Linked DNA regions of Mus musculus: region 1 is linked to region 2. A link is a contact called in public Hi-C data. All regions are on one chromosome and are shown on one strand. Each heading gives the region's core, a stretch centred on a gene start, on an enhancer-like site or on the middle of the called end of the contact. The rest is flanking DNA. Distances are from core to core; before and after follow the strand shown. Region 1 has its middle 24 kb from the start of Gm42304. Region 2 overlaps Ptprd (protein tyrosine phosphatase, receptor type, D).

What was found. Hi-C and Micro-C count contacts between places; a contact is called where the count stands out from the background.
Region 1: a Hi-C map of cortical neurons shows a contact between it and region 2, with 5 times the contacts expected there. The contact joins two enhancer-like sites. A contact is called at or near these places in 1 of 39 promoter capture datasets (hippocampal neurons), 36 of 484 Hi-C or Micro-C datasets (the HPC-7 cell line, adipose-derived mesenchymal stem cells, cardiomyocytes and 18 more) and 3 of 115 datasets of contacts at active chromatin or transcription factors (PVALB interneurons, astrocytes and stem cell-derived neural progenitor cells).

The regions. Positions count from the first base shown.
Region 1 is chr4:80,762,838-80,765,537 of GRCm38.p6, forward strand. No RefSeq gene overlaps it. Among named protein-coding and RNA genes, the nearest start is that of Gm42304, 24 kb to the left of the region's middle. Within about 2 kb of position 1,389, at least 7 of the 459 cell types and tissues checked have an H3K27ac peak or open chromatin away from gene starts, as enhancers often do. A contact at or near this core is called in cortical neurons, where this site is marked.
Region 2 is chr4:77,646,293-77,648,992 of GRCm38.p6, forward strand. All of the region lies in intron 2 of Ptprd (protein tyrosine phosphatase, receptor type, D), which reads right to left. Among named protein-coding and RNA genes, the nearest start is that of Gm38646, 340 kb to the left of the region's middle. Within about 2 kb of position 1,374, at least 9 of the 459 cell types and tissues checked have an H3K27ac peak or open chromatin away from gene starts, as enhancers often do. A contact at or near this core is called in cortical neurons, where this site is marked.

The DNA.
Region 1 (2,700 bases), core at 139-2,638, 3.1 Mb after region 2:
CTTTGTCTGGCCTCAGTGGGAGAGGTAGAGTCTAACCCTACAAAGACATGAAATGCCAAAGTTGGGCAGGGGGATATACCCAGGTGGCTTTCACCTGCTCTGAGCAGAAAGGTGGGGTGGGCTGGGGAGAGAATTGTGGGAGAAGGTGACCAGAAGTGGGGCAGTGACAAGATGTAAGGTGAATACGTTAAAAACACACAAGCACTATTTAAAAAAGAAAGAGTATTGCTTACTAAATTTATTTTAATGGCTTGCTCAGCCTCCTTTGCTGTTTTTTGAAGGCCCTCCTGCCTGGGGTTGATGCTGCCCACAGTGGGCTTGCTATCCCACACCAATCCTCTTCAAGGAAATGTTTCACAGAGGTGCCTACATATGAGTCTGAAAGGAGCAATTCTCTAGTTCAGGGTACTTCTTTCCCACAGAATCCAATCGTCATGTTCTATCACTATATTACTGGGAGGACTCGCTGTGGTCTATGTAACTCTTTAAAAGCACATATATGAAACATACACTGAAACTGAGTGGCCAGGGATGATTTTAATCATGTTCTATCATTCTATTTTTCTTTCTTAGGCTGGAGAGATGGCTCAGTGGTTAAAAGCACCGACTGCTCTTCTGAAGGTCCTGAGTTCAAATCCCAGCAACCGCATGGTGTCTCACAACCATCTATAATGAGATCTCATGCCCTCTATTTTTCTTTCTTATTAGTTCTGAGAGGGGCAATATTTCTAAAAAGACTAACCTAGTCCTCCAGCATTGCTTGTCATTTCATAAATTCTAATGCTCAGGCACACTTCAAGTAAAGACAAACCATCCTACATAATGAAAAGAGGATAGAAAGAAAGCTCAGCATCAGACCATGTGCTCAGCAGATAAATGCAAGGTCTCTGAGTGCTGGCTCTTGCTATCGGAAGAAAACCAGATAAACATCAACAACAAAAAGAAGTCCTTGGATGGCTTTGTAGCAACGATGCAGTGACAGACATCAGCATCTCTTAGTGTTGACATAGAATGTCAACTTGAACCACAAAAATAAACACAAAATAGCTCATTTTGTAGTTGTTTGCCTGATTTCACTTTTTTTTTTTTCGTTCCTGATATAATTAGAAAAACTGTAATTGGAAAAAAAAAGAATCTTGAAAGCCTTATAGAACACACAGAGATTAATTAAGCACTGATTTCCACCTGCCAAGGGGCAGTCTCAGCTTGGAGAGGGGTTCTGGGAGAAGGGGTTACCTGGGAGCAGTGAAAAGAAATGGCTCAAAGTCAAATCGTAGGTATAAGCCAGTGGCCTATGCTCTACACAAGACAGTTTTCTATCTACTGTCTTTGTGTTCTGTTTTCTCTGTAGATCTCCAGACTGCTTTCTCTATGTTCTGCTTGTGGCAGGTCTCCAAGCAGATCTTTCTTTCTATTCTAAAATAAAAGTCTCTGGGTGCCTCATCGCTTACATATCATAAGCCCAGTCTTGTATTTTAAATATCAATCCAGTCATTTGCTCCAGCTTCCCCTTTGATTGTGCTATGCATCCGCATGCCCTGATCCCAGCCTCTTCATTCTGAGGAGAAAGAAAGCACATGCTTAGACAATGTGATACTTGGGTGGGGCACTGCCCTGGAATCACCTTTCCAACCATGCTTGGACCTAAATTCACTCTGACCCAGGCTGACCTTAAACTGAGGAATCTGCCTGTATTTGTATATTGCTGTCTTTGTATCTTTCTGACAAGCTGGCTCATAGTGTAGCTGCCTCTGTTCCTTTAAATCTGCAAAGCCTCTCGTGTAATTCATATTTCAACCTTATATTTTGCATAGTTGAGAAGTTATATATTTTTGAATTCATGTTTTTAGAGTTCTTTTCCACAGCCTTAAGGGCTGACCTGAATGTCCTAGTGTTTACCATTTTTACTGAGACATTAGCCATGCCTTTGCCTACCAGACTTGTACAGTCTCTGATTATCAAGTAATCATTAATGCTAATAGAAAAGACATTCCTTGGAGGAGAAACATAAAACTATGGACAGTAAATATATAAACATGCCCTGTGCCCACAAAAGCTAATGACACTGGAGGCCCATGCCCTGTTGGCCCTTTTCCAGTGGCAGGAACCATGGCTGCCCATATCAAATCCAAGCTAGTCCCATCACCCACCTTATTTTTTTCCTCTGCCCATCATCATTGCCAGTGACACTTGGAAGTAAGTTTCTCAGGGATTAGAGATCATTAATGAGACGTACCTTAGTCAATATGATCATTACTGATTTTGCAGCAGATCCAGGTCTTGTTTCTAGCACCCACATCAGGTGGCTCACCAAGTCTGTAACTCTAGGAATCAGCGGTCCTCTAGCCCAGTGGTTCTCAACCTTCCTAATTCTGAGACCCTTGAATACAGCCCTCATGCTGTGCTGACCTCCAACCACAAAATTATTTTGTTGCTACTTCTTGACTGTAATTTTGCTACTATTATGAATCACGGTGTAAATATCTGGGTTTTCTGATGGTCTTAGGTTTCTCCTGTGAAAGGGTTGGTTGACCTCCAAAGAGGTTTTGACCTACAGATTGATAACCACTTCTGTAGTCTCTGTGGGAATCTACATACACCTGAACATACATGGGACACGTGAACTCTTGTGGCCTACACATAAGTAATAAATAGTACATAATACTATTGTTAAATAAGTCTACAAACCTTACTTAGGTG
Region 2 (2,700 bases), core at 124-2,623:
CCACCACCCCATATCCTAATAACTGCATGCTTTCTCAGCAGAACTGCCAACCTATCTTCATTTCGGATGGTTCCCATCACAGTCAGGTAGAGTTCCCAGTTTCCAAGTGAAGCATTAGCTGCCTGCAAGCTGTGTATTATCTCTACACTTAAATCTCGCCTTCTATTCGTTGATACAAAGAACATAAAAGCTTTCCTGTGAGGGAGACCATTGACATATATATTTTTTTCGACTGTATTTTCTACTAAGTTGCTGTGTTCTGGCTTTTGACCTTTGTTTTACATTCCTTTTAGCCTCAGCCCTCTTGTTCTTTGAGCTGTTTATTTTGAATTTCTGGTCTTTCTTCTTATGCTCTTACAATTTTCATGCTCCTAGCCAAAAAGAACTCTTGATCCTGCAGTCTCTGACAGGTCGAGTCAGTGTTCTGCTCCTTGCTAGTTAGCAACATTAGATATAAAGATGTTTCGGCTATCTTCTCATGCCACCTTGACCTGTGGGTCCAGCCTTCTCTTTAGGCAAGATGCACTTGGTCCACCTTTATTCTTGCTTGTCTCTTCATTGATTCTGCTTTGTTTCCATTTTAATTTCATAGGTCAAGTCTAGTATTGGTTCCCAACTGATATGCATCATCTTCTTCATTAATCCTCACCATTAAATATCACTGAAAGCATGTGGAAAAAATTTTCAATAGGAGGGCAGGAATTAGACCATCAAAATTTATATTGGCAAGGAAGGAGTTTCTGAAAATCTTCATTTCATGTATGCAACTCTCTTATACCTCAGATCTTTGTACTTAGGGGCAAAAGAGCCTACATTAATTGTCACATCTCCTGCAAGTAAGTTCTGTTTCCAAGAGTTCCTTTCACTTAAAGGCCAACAGATTACATTAAAGGAAACCTCTTCAACCTGATTTTTAATGGGAATCAATATAAGTAAAGAACAACAAAGAACCAGCAATTTGATGGAGAGATGATCAGCTGGGATAGTTTTGAGTGATCACAGAGATGTTCCATGAGTTTAAAGGGCAGCTGTGGGCTCTGACCATGGACAGCATACGCAAGAACAAGTCTGAGAACAAGTTTGAAGAACATATAAAAGTAGCATGGTAGACATAAGAAAAGTAAAGATCTGTAGAGAAAGTGGTGATGTCATTGGCAAGCACAGAGTCACATCACACTACTCCCCCAGGTGTGTGGGGAGCACCATGGAACAGAGGCCTGGGAGGCCTCTGTGCAATCACCTAGTATGGCCTCCTCCTTTTTCCTGGGTTTTAAGAATACATCATGTTTTTCCTGCCTCCTGTACCCCATACTTAGAAAGTTTGGCTCTGCATGTTCAACACTTTCAGAAATAGTTGCTGCCTTAGAACAGTCTGAACTGGATTAAAAGAAGACTGCTTCCCTGGGGGAAGAGGAATGACAAAAGCAAAGTTGCTGCCCTACATGGGAGCTCAGCGCATGCTTCGCATCTGCTCTGCTTTCCACATTTAGTCGGGCTCTTCCCTTTTGTAATATGCCAGATGACGTAATGCTGCAGAAACTTCAGGGTCAATGCTAACATTTTTATAAGAAAAACATTTTAAAGTGAAGAACTAGCAACTTTACAGTGTTCTGGGGCCACTCTGTGTTTTCACAGTAAGTCTGTAGCTCTAGAGAGATCCCCAAGATACTATTAATAAGGTGGGGAGAACCTACATCATGTACGGTAGATTTTATATAAAGTCTCTTTATCCCTCCCCCCCTCTCTCTCCCCTCTGGTGTGTGTGTGTGTGTGTGTGTGTGTGTGTGTGTGTGTGTGTGTGTGTGTGTATGTGTGAATATGTCTAGTATTGCTACTTGTAAACACTCTAGCAACAACTTCATACTTTAGGGCGGGGGCTTTTACAGCAAGCCTGTGTATTTACTTAAAGTGGCACAATATTTACACTTAAGGATCCCTCTGGAGTGAAGCAGTTAGTCACGCTTCATCTGCTTGTGCATGACTTTTCTCAAAGGCAGTCCTTTCTTTTGGCACTAACACAGTTAGATTGTAGCCCCCATGACAACACATCTTCTGTGCTTATTGGCTTTTTTAATATACTATAACTGCAAGGAATTGACCCATTATATCTTAAGAAATGTATCTCTTGCAAAGGCCCAGAGAAAGTTTGAGAAGATTGTAGCATGAGCTGGTGCCCTCTGAAGGAGGGTAAAGGTTGGAAGAGAAGCAAATTATGCCACATCTGAGAACACTGGAAAGTTTGGGAACATTAAAGATCCATATGATCTGAAGGAAAAAAAAAAAACACGGTGCCATCATACTATAAAATCTAAGTGTCATTATACAGTAAACCAAGCAAGAAGCAAATGTTCTAGTAACTAATGTTCTAAATAAGGAAATAATAGAATGGTGATGTAAGAAAACACAACAAAATAAATTAACACCAAAGAAGCCTCTTACTGTATATTCTTGACAGAATTTTGTTGTGCCTTTCATTTTAATGATATTAAAGCTTCCATAGTAGCGAAGCTAAAGCTTTGGGGCTCCACAAATAGTGAAATACGGAAGAAAGATACTCTATATAGGCCTTAATTAGAAAATCACAGAAAGTAAAATACTAATTTTGTATTTAAACTCTGTGTAAAAGAAATGTTCAGGCAATGCTTCTTTTTCATAATTATTAAAGCTTCCTAAGTCCATGTGAAATATATACTACTCCTT